3 separate regions of the Mus musculus genome follow, and all the other regions are linked to region 2. Evidence: chromatin contacts called from public HiChIP or PLAC-seq and Micro-C data. All regions are on one chromosome and are shown on one strand. The core of a region is the stretch at or near the end of the contact, and the rest is flanking DNA. Distances in the headings are between cores, read along the strand shown. Region 1 has its middle 11 kb from the start of Gm24765. Region 2 holds the start of Mybl1 (myeloblastosis oncogene-like 1). Region 3 holds the start of Mcmdc2 (minichromosome maintenance domain containing 2).

What was found. A called contact is a pair of places that touch in the nucleus more often than the background predicts. HiChIP or PLAC-seq counts read pairs in DNA pulled down with a chosen protein or histone mark.
Region 1: a Micro-C map of embryonic stem cells shows a contact between it and region 2, with 6 times the contacts expected there. The contact joins the enhancer-like site here to the promoter of Mybl1 in region 2. A contact is called at or near these places in 12 of 484 Hi-C or Micro-C datasets (the HL-1 cell line, embryonic stem cells and reprogramming fibroblasts) and 3 of 115 datasets of contacts at active chromatin or transcription factors (embryonic stem cells and large pre-B cells).
Region 3: a contact with region 2 is called in an H3K4me3 HiChIP or PLAC-seq map of embryonic stem cells, with 6 times the contacts expected there. The contact joins the promoter of Mcmdc2 here to the promoter of Mybl1 in region 2. A contact is called at or near these places in 3 of 39 promoter capture datasets (the C10 cell line, hematopoietic stem and progenitor cells and neutrophils), 1 of 484 Hi-C or Micro-C datasets (embryonic stem cells), 1 of 115 datasets of contacts at active chromatin or transcription factors (embryonic stem cells) and 2 of 9 other capture datasets (adipose tissue and liver).

What each region holds. Positions count from the first base shown.
Region 1 is chr1:9,468,313-9,471,483 of GRCm38.p6, reverse strand. No RefSeq gene overlaps it. Among named protein-coding and RNA genes, the nearest start is that of Gm24765, 11 kb to the right of the region's middle. Within about 2 kb of position 1,828, at least 11 of the 459 cell types and tissues checked have an H3K27ac peak or open chromatin away from gene starts, as enhancers often do. A contact at or near this core is called in embryonic stem cells and reprogramming fibroblasts, where this site is marked.
Region 2 is chr1:9,698,351-9,701,982 of GRCm38.p6, reverse strand. It overlaps Mybl1 (myeloblastosis oncogene-like 1), which reads left to right and starts at 1,774. Exons shown (of 15, transcript NM_001290397.1): 1 at 1,774-2,048. The coding sequence starts at 2,029.
Region 3 is chr1:9,906,496-9,909,953 of GRCm38.p6, reverse strand. Mcmdc2 (minichromosome maintenance domain containing 2) reads right to left here and starts at 1,316. Exons shown (of 15, transcript NM_177722.3): 1 at 1,264-1,316.

The DNA.
Region 1 (3,171 bases), core at 579-3,078, 230 kb after region 2:
AGAGAAAGCATCTCTGATGATCTCTGGATAAGACACTGATCTGTGAGTCTAGGAGAATATCATTAGTTGGCATTTGGTTGATACTATATTTTTAGACCAGTCTTATTTGTTTTTACAAATTGGTGTCTGGGCTGTCTTGTCTCTGATTCTTGGTCACCCAAACAATGTCAGGTATGGGCAATAGTTTTTGTTTATCTTATTATATTTTATGTTGTCATGTTTAGTTGCTATCTCTTAAAAACCTGCTCTTCTCTAATAAGAGACAGAAAGGGAGTGGATCTGGAGGGAAGGGAAGGTAGGGACTGTCTTAGTCAGGGTTTCTATTCCTGCATAAACATTATGACCAAGAAGCAAATTGGGGAGGAAAGGGTTTATTTAGCTTACACTTCCACACTGCTGTTCATCACCAAAGGAAGTCAGGACTGGAAATCAAGCAGGTCAGAAGCAGGAGCTGATGCAGAGGCCATGGAGGGATGTTTCTTACTGGCTTGCTTCCCCTGGCTTGCTCAGCCGGATCTCTTGTAGAACCCAAGGCTACCAGCTCAGGGATGGTCCCACCCACAAGGGGCCTTTCCCCCTGATCACTAATTGAGAAAATGCCTTACAGCTGGATCTCCTGGAGGCATTTCCCCAACTGAAGCTCCTTTCTTTGTGATAACTGCAGCTTGTGTCAAGTTGACCCAAAACCAGCCAGTACAGGGAGTAACTGGGAGGAGTAGAGGGAGGGGAAACTATAATCAGGGTGGAGTGTATGAGAAAAGAATCTATTTCAGTAAAGGGTGTGTGTGTGTGAAAAGAAGAATGCCTTCATAAAGAGTATTTCCTTAGTCAATTGATAGAGGAGGGTCCAGCCCATTGTGAATGGTGCCAATTCCTGGGGTCTATAAGAAAGCAAGCAGAGGCAGCCATGGGAATAAGGTGGTAAGTAACACCCCACCATGGCCTCTGTGTCAGCTCCTGCCTTCAGGTTCTATTTGAGTTCCTGTTCTGACTTCTTTTGATGATGAACAGTGGAAATGTAAGCTAAATAAGCCATTTCCTCCCCAATTTGCTCTTTGCTCATGGTGTTTCATCATAACAATAGTAACTCTGACTAAGACAAATTGATACCAGCTGCGGTGCAGTGAGGCAGTGCATAGACAGCCTGGTTCCCAGTCAAGCACAGGCCTTGAACCCGGTGACTTGGTGGTTGGTGACTTCTTTCTGCTTGGGATGGCAGGTGTTTGGCCACGCCTCCTGGGCCCCTGGCTCCTGTAGCTACAGTCTCCTACAACCCCCCTGCAGAGAGGTGTGTGGCCATCAGTCACATAAGCAATGCCCGAAGCTCCTGCTATTCTGTCTGGACTCCACCCACGGTTACCTGGCAACAGATAGGTAGGCCTAGTCCACAATAAAAGTAGCTGCTTGTCCCCTCCTTGATCTCTTAACCTCTTATTCTTTCTTTGCTCTTACTCTTGCTCCCTTGTTCCCCCTCTCGTTGCCTTCCCTTCCCCACCACTCCACATGGCTAGGCCAGCCTCTACTTCCCAATCTCTCCCTCTTTCTGACTTACTACAATAAACACCTTAAAACCATGGATTGCCTCTTCTCATCAGGACCCATCGTGCTGGAGCAATGGAGCTGGTCTCCCTATAATGAGCCTTGTCTAACCTCCCGCTGGGAGGCCTCCCTGAGCACCAGCCATGGCTGCCAACCAACGCAAGGAACCTTCCCACTGAAAGACTCTCCTTGTCCCTGCAGTAACCAGCCAGAGCTCTCCCTCTCTGCCCCTTTTCCTTCGGCCCCTGGGCCAGAGTCTGCCCGAGGGTCCCCACTCTGTTCTCAGCTCTTCTGCGACATCTAGTGGCACCTGAGGTGTCCAAGACTGAAAACCTGACATACCTGGCCTCCATGCGGCCCAGGGACCCCAGAACGGGTTCTTCTGAGGCACCCAGTGGCTCCAGCAGGTCCTTGGGGACCTCGGACTGTGCCTTCCCCACCCCTGGAGTGGAGTCCTGAAGCTTTCCACAACCTGACGCCTGCCTGGTGGTGGCAGTGGGGTCTACGCAGTCAGACTTCCCATGTCCCGCTTTGCCCAGCAGCCCAAGCTCTGAGTGGACACGGTACCCCACTTTGACCCACAACCAGCCATGGGGTATTTCTGTGACAGACATAACCATGTTGTTTTGGGGAGGATTGTGGGAAGACTTTGGAGCTTTGTGCAAGAAAAGCCACTGAGTGTTCAGTGTTTGGTGAGGTGTTCTGTATGATCTTGGAAGATATGAGTGCAGAAGGTGGAGTCTTGGCTTGCAAAGTTTCAGAGGGAAGTGTGGATTGTGGAGTCATAACAGTGATGTCATGTTCTACATCTTGAAGATTTAGTGAGATCACTCAGTGAGAACTGAGTCTATAATCCCAAGGAAGAACTACAGTTCTCATTTTAAAGTTTGACTCATCTAAGGTCTCTCCCTTTGAGTCCTGAGTGTTTCTTACCTCCCACGTCTCTGGTACCTCCTAGAGGGTCCCCCCCACCTCCGACCTCCTGAGGTTTCCTGTTTCCATTCTTTCTGCTGGCCCTCAGGGCTTCACTCCTGTTTCCCACCGCCCCTAATACTGGATCATGTTCCCCTTTTCCCCTTCGTCTCCCTTCTCCCACCCAAGTTCCTCCCTCCCTCTGCACTCTGTGATTGCTTTCTTCTCCCTCTCAAGTGGGACTGAGGCAACCTTACTTGGGCCCTTAGGCTTGTTAATCTTTTTGGGTTCTGTGGATTGTAAACTGGGTATTCTGTACTTTTTGGGGGGCTAACATCCACTTATTAGTGAGTACATACCATGCATGTCCTTTTGGGTCTGAGTTACTTAACTCAGGATGATATTTTCTAGTTCCATCCATTTGCCTGCAAAACTCAGATGTCCTCATTCTTTTTTTTTTTTAAATTAGATATTTTCTTTATTTATATTTCAAATGTTATCCCCTTCCCTCCAAAAAGTTTAGTTTCCCCTCCAAAAATCCCCTATCCCCTCTTCCCTCCCCATACTCCCCAACCCACCCACTCCCATTCCTGGTCCTGGCATTCCCCTATACTGGGCATAGAGCCTTCACAGGACCTAGGACCTCTCCTCCCATTGATGACCAACTAGGCCATCCTCTGCTACATATACAGCTAGAGCCACAAGTTCCACCATGTGTTT
Region 2 (3,632 bases), core at 525-3,024:
CTTCTTTATCTGCCATCATCTGCTGTAGGCGCTCTGGAGATCTGGTCAGCCTTGAGTACATAACACCACCTTGTCTCAAAGTATTCTGTAATACTATCTTTGGGAGGACGTTTCCCTATATAAAACAATGAGAATAAATTTTACTTAAAAATCTGATGCACTTACCTTCAAGTTCTAAAACGGTTGTTTGTATAAAGCTGATCATAACCTAAGAATATCAGTTTTGCTTCCTGTTAGAATAAAAATGGAACAATGCATACCCAAGAGTAAATATGCTTCCAAATGACATTTGAAGACTAGGAGGAGCATTCCATCATGTAGCCCTGGTGAAGCTAAGGTAGATCATGAAGAAAGTCTGGGCTCTATACTGAGTTCAAGATCAGCCTGGGGTACATAACAACACCTTGTCTCAAAAATATTAATTTCTAAATTAGTCTCTCTCTTTAGAAGCTACTATGGAACTCAGAAAATAATTTAAAAGTGCTTTTCCTTCCCAAAATATATCTTGAGAAAAAGGAAGTTATTTTTTTTTTAAAAGCGAGTGTGTATCTACCTGGTTGTTTTGAATTGCAAGCTCATCTTGATTTGTATTTGCACCTGTATCTCTGATTTGCAAAAGACGATGCGTACAGTTTCAAAATAGCAAAAAATGTCAGTTTGTAACAACATTGATCTGTGGTTCATCACTCTATGCAGTAGAGCATGGTGTCTTGCAAATTTGGGCTCTTCGCCGTGTCTAATCGCTACTGTAGTTAATAATCTCCTTGTATGCTTCTTTAACCGTGTAACTGTTGAGAAGTTGCAACTGTAAGAGGCCCCTTCCCCTATGCAAGATTTCAGTTACTCCAGCTTTCAGGCGCACCTCCGGGACTCTGGGTTCCCCGCGAAGAGCATCCCGCCCCCTTTGTAGACGGAGTACGAGGTTGAGCTTCTGGAGCACTATCAACCTTTTCCCGTTCCACGCAAGCCTCGAGATAACAACTCCCCACTTATCACACTTTTATTCATCTCTGGGGAAAACAAAAGACACAACAACAGGGTCTTGGCCAGTTTCCTTGTCCTTTCGGCGCAGAACTAACTCACACATGCTTAAGAAAATAACGGCCGCGCAAGTTTCCTGGCTAGAAGGTTAAGTAGATGACCGCGCCCTTAAGTGGCGAGACTCACAGCGCGAACTAGCGCCCGCGAGGTCCTCCCCTGCCCAGGACCCCGACTGTCCCCGCCCCAGAGGCACGCTCCGCACCCCTCCGGAGGTGGCGGCGGCTGGATCGGCCCCGGCGCCTCTTCCGGCACACACCCGGGGCGCAGAAACTCGCCTTCCCAGCAATCTCCGCGCCCCACTGGGTGGCTCACCCCGCGTTCCGTGTCCTGTCACCTCGGCCCGTGAACCGGCCTCGCGCCTCCCCCATCCCGCCCCGCCCCTCCCCCGGCTCCACGGCGCTCCGGGACTCCCGCGAGTTCCAATCCTGGCTTCTAGCCCCGCCGGCCCCGCCCTCTGCCGCGCGCGCCCTCGCCGCCCCGCCCCCGCCCCCCTGCGCGCGGCCGCCCCAGCCAATGAGGTTCGGGGCCGCGTGCGCAGATTCAAACGGCGGCTCTTGAGGGAGGCTGGGCGCGAGATTCGGCGGTGCGGACAAAACCCTGCAGGAGGCTGCGAGTGCTGCAGTGCTGCTCGCTGCGGGGAGAGGGCGGGGGTCGGCGCCCGTGACGGAGCGGCGCAGGGCCGGCAGCTCTGAGGCGGAGGCGGCGGCGGCGGGCGGGGCGGCGGCGGGCGGGAGCACGCCTCCTGACATGTCCAGGGCATCCCTGGCCGGGCCCGGCCGCGGCTAGGAGCAGTGGGTCTTGGTCCGCCCCTCTGTCCCTCAGTCCCGCCTGGCCCTGACCTGACCGGGCCTGCTTTCCGCTCTCGGTCACCTGAGGGAAGGAGTTGGGGAAGCGGCGGGTGGGTCTCGGAGAGGGAGCATTGGCCCCAGGCTGGAGGAGGCTGACCCCGCGTCCCCGCCCAGCCCGCGCCTATGCGGTACTTGAAGGATGGCGAAGAGGTCGCGCAGGTGGGTGCCATCCCCTCGGACCCGGCCTAGCGGCCCTGTCTCGACTCTTGCTCTCTGTCCTTTCCTGCTGGTCCCCACTTAGGCCCTCTCGAGCCTGGGGGGCATAGGTTTTCCTGTTCGGTGGGTGTCCCACACCCGCTTCGGCCGCGCTGGCCTGAGAGCATCTATCATTATTAGACTCCATCATTATTAGACGACTGTGTGTAGGACTCTCTCTAACAAATGCTCAGGTTGCTGCATTGACGGATTCTCCCACAGCTCACGCCCAGACTTCTAACTTCTCACAGCCACTTTCAGGGAGGTTTCTTGCCAGGTAAGTTTGCCCACTGTCAGGGGATACGCCACGCCAGGGGAAGCGGTTGTGTTTGCCTGGATGACTTGAAATGGGGTTCTCTCCTCTGACTTAATCGTGCCAAATCAAAACAGATCTCCTTGACAAACCTGGGCGGGCACGGTTCTGGGAAATCTTGAGAAGGGAATTCGCTAAATCTCCCTTGTGCGCACTGCTCTTCTGAGCTTTTCTTTTTCTTAGTATCTTCTGAGGACATTGTTACGTTGTTACTATCGAGTAAACTTGATCCTAAACCAATGTGTCTTAGTTACTTTGTATCTCAAGTATTCATGTTTGATTCTGATTGTATCGGCATTGTAACAAGTAGGACACAATGTTGTTGTTGTAGAAAGATGTGCTAGGATGTCTTTATGCACCTAACTTTTATTTTATGCTATTGTAATAGCTACTCCTAAATTGTGTGGCATAATCAGATGACAAAAAAATCTAGTGTCTCGATTTTCAGTATTAAGGAAACCTGAAAAGTATTTCTCAGAATTTCCATTTATCTAGATACACAGCTTCAAAATCTAAGAGTCATATTCCCTGAGCTGAAATTTAGTACTGAGAGTCATTCATTGCAGAGTTTGATTTAAAATAACTACGCATAAAATACTTGGCTTTATTCATATATTCTTCTATATGTAGGTTGGTTCTGCAGATATCAACATAAATTTAATTATGACATAATTACTTTATATAAAGTGGCTGCAGAATAGATTGAACATTGAAGTGGAACAAGTGTGCATATACGCATACACCCACAGGCACACTACCTTGGTCTTTTATCATTTTGGATGAGGTAGTTGTAGGGGTTTTTAGCAGCACCTTTACCTTTACTCAGTAGAAGACAGTAGCCCTTTTTCCTACAGTCAGGACAACCAAAACTGTTTACAGATGGTGCCACATATCTCTGGGGGGATGGAATCTGGACCATGCAGGTAAGAACTGCTGATCTACAACTTCAAAGACATAACATTCCCATCTTCATAAAAGATGCAGATTTAAAGATAAGATTGCTGGAGTACTGCTTTAGGCTTTTTGAGTTTTGAAGTCTAACAATGCTTTTAAATGATGTGTAAGTTAATTGAGACAATATAGAATGATGTAAAAAATGATGTAAAAAGTTATAGTTCTGGAGTAATTGTGCTGCAGTGAAACACTTCTCTGGAAGTATGTAGATAGAGGGTGTGATGAGAGATCACCATCTCTGGTCTGTTTCTTTGGGTTTTCTTCAGTGAGTTCCAGGTGCT
Region 3 (3,458 bases), core at 67-2,566, 210 kb before region 2:
AGGATAGCCATTGAATCTGTGTCTCAAAACCAAACCACCACCACCACCAAGAACAAAAACAGGTTTCTGAAGTTGGATGACATTGAGTGAAATGGTTGTGTAAATTTAGAATAAGTTTTTGAAGTGCAAAATAATTATATAAGGAAAGAGAAGTTTACAAAGTTTTTGAAAACAGAATCGTCCTTTTTTTTTAAAAAAAATATATTTTGGAAATTAGCTCCTTCATGTTGCCTGTGTGAAGAATGCTTTGAAACTAAACAGCCAATTATCAGTTTTCAACTAGTGTTGTATTTCTAAGAGATGGATGGACCAGCCCAGGGTATTTGAAACAAAACGGAATGGAGGAGATAATTCTAGAATTTTAAAGACTCTAATTCTGGGCTTCATGACCAACCTGTACCACACAGAGAGGAAAAAATTCAGTCGAGGCCAGGTCATGGTTGCAGACATTCAGTAGGTTGGGCAGACTGAGTTCAAAGTTAGTCTCTAGCAGATAGGTGGTAGCACACAGCCTTGATCCCAGCACTCAGGAGGCAGAGGCAGGGATATCGCTGTGAGCTCCATGATGGGAAGGGCTCTGCAAAGAAACCAAGTCTCGAAAAGCAAAACAAAACAAAACAAAACGGTAGTCTTTGTAGCCGTGGGCTACATAATGAGCTCTAGGGTAGTCTGAGTTGCATAACAAAGCCCTGTCTAGAAATCAAGGTTTGTTATGTCCAAGGCTGGGCTTCATCACAGCACCGCCAAACAAGTGAATTTTCATTTATCAGGTGCGTGTGCCGCAGACTCTTGAAAGTCAGCTAGGCAGGAAAGGACACAAGAAGTTGAGTCTGGAGTTCAGGGCCTTCAAAAGATGGGCATAGAGCCCAACTGTCTGCCCAAAATTGTCATGCTGGGCAGAAGTGGCACGCGCCACTCAGCAGGCAGAGAGGCAGGAGCATCTCTGGGTTTGAGGTCAGCCTGGTCTACAGAGCAAGTTCCAGGACGGACATACGGACTGACAGACAGACAGTCTTGGGGATGAACGCATTTGCAAGTAGGGGATTATGAGGAGAAAAGGACACAGAACAGGCCACCGGAATAATCCAAGTTTTCCCTTCTGTCAGCGCTGAGGGAACCCTGAGGAGATGCGGAGACCAAGGCCCAAACACCTCAGGACTCAGCCACTAGAGAGAACCCGCTTGGCTCGCCGGCCCTGCAGCTCCTCAGGAGACTCCAGTGCCTTCGACCTGGCTATGTTGCCACCTCTGGAATAAGACTCACCTGCACTGCAGGACCCGCGTGGGCTACAGAGGGCCTCCTGCGCACGCGCACTCTCCCAACTGTCGGGCGCGCGCGGGGTCTGCCGGGACCGCAGCCCTTCTGTCACCAGGGCAACCAGTCTCACCTATATAGTGCTGTTTGCTCCCGCAAGGCAAAGAGATGGAGATTCTTTTGCTTTTGCTGTTATCTAATCCAAGACAATATCTGTATGAAAAAAATTTCAATTTCTGCTGGTGGAAATGCGAAATAGCGTCGTAAACTTCGGAAACTGTGGTAGCCTCTCAAACGGCTAATTCCAAGAGAATTGAAAATATGCATCCACAGAAAATCTTGTATATGTAAATTCATACTATTACTCAAAATTGCCCCGAAGTGAATGTCTTGACTTCCAACTAGCGTCAAACAGCTGTGGTATAGCAACACAAAACAACACTATATTCCCTTGAATTAAAAAGAGAATTAAGGGATAGCACAATACTATGGCTTTTGAGTGCACTGTGCAAGAGGAAAGGCACAAAGTCATATGTTGTATGTTGCCATTCATGTATGAAATAGGATAGGCAAACATGAATACAAATTTATGATTACCTAGGGCTTGGTAAAGCAGTGAAAAGTGATTGATAATGAGTAGGGGACTTCCCCCCTAAAATGTAGTAAAATACACATAACAAAATGTACCATTTTAGCCATTCTTGAGTGGAAGCTGAATGTCATAGAACTGTAACACTGTTTCCAGTACATAATTATCTTCCCCTAACTTTGTACCATTTAGTGATTCCCTAAGTTCCTGGCAATAACCATTCTGTCTTTAAAATTAGCTACTCCAGAACTCATAAATGGAACAAATACAGCATTTATTGTCTTGTGCCTTTTATTCTACTTCATAAAATGTCCTTAAGGCTCATCCATGTTGTAGGATGTTAGAATGGTCTTCATTTGTAGTATTCCATTCCATGGATTCTTTTCTTGGTGCTGGGAACTGACACTGAACCTCCAGGCCCTATCGGTTGTTTGTGAGGTAATGGAGATATCCTAAAGTTGAATAAATTCTGAAGAAAGTCTGTCATTTGTTGATTTTGAGACAGGGTCTTTCTACTATAACCCAGGATAGCCTTACATATACCTTGTAGTCCAGGCTGGCTGTGAACTCAGTTCATAGCATAGGCAAGTCTTCAATTCACAATTTTGCCTCAGCTTTCAAGTATATTTAGGTACTTATAGGTACATTTCACTATATCAGGCATTTTAAAATGGATGAATTCTATAGTATAAGAATTAAAGATCATAGAAGCTTTACCAAACAACAAAAGCACTAAAATTTGGACTAGCTCAAGTGTACTACTTGGCAAAGTAGGCCTTCTTCCTCTTCAGGGGTAAAGGTTTCAGTTAAGAAATACTATGTAACATATTGCCCCACAGCTGTAGCCACATGTACCAGCACGTTTTCCCTTTTGCATTTTTGTGTTGACTCTGGTTGTTTGCTGACTTAGTAAACATGACAACACGGCCTTTTGACACTTTGATTCCAAATTTGAAGGACAGTTTTTGTTGTTGATGTTTAAATCTAAGTGAAAAGCAAAGCAATTAAAGTCATGACTCCAGCAGTCAATGACAGCTGACACATGCACAATGTGTCACATGTCATATCACAATGTGACACATGCACAGCTCACACACTGACAATACAGGGCTTGCACCCACTGCTGCTTTCATGTCACTAGGAATCACAACAGTCATTATACATTATTTTGTATTCTTATGGCCCCTGTGGAAGGGCCTGGGTAGTGATCCATCTTGACTGTTAAGTGGATGGGATTTGAAGTCACCAGGGAAACATGAATCTTCGTGGATCTGTGAGAACTTTCCCAGAGAGGCTTAAGAAGGGGAGATCTGCCCTAAATGTGGTGCAGCACCCTGTGGACGGAGATCTTGGACTCACAAGAGGGAACTCATGAAATATCAGCTTTTATCTTTGATTCCTGACTGAAGACCCAATGTAACCAACTGCTTGGCACTTTGGCCACTATAGTTGTAGCATGCTCGTCTCCTGCCAGAACGGACCGTTCCCTCAAACTGAGCAAATCCAAAGTCACTCTTAAGTTGCTTCTGTTTGCTATGTGTTACACGATGGACAAGAGCCATGGGCAGCCTGGGATTTTCCCAATCTCCCATTCCAACACACACTGAAAACTCTC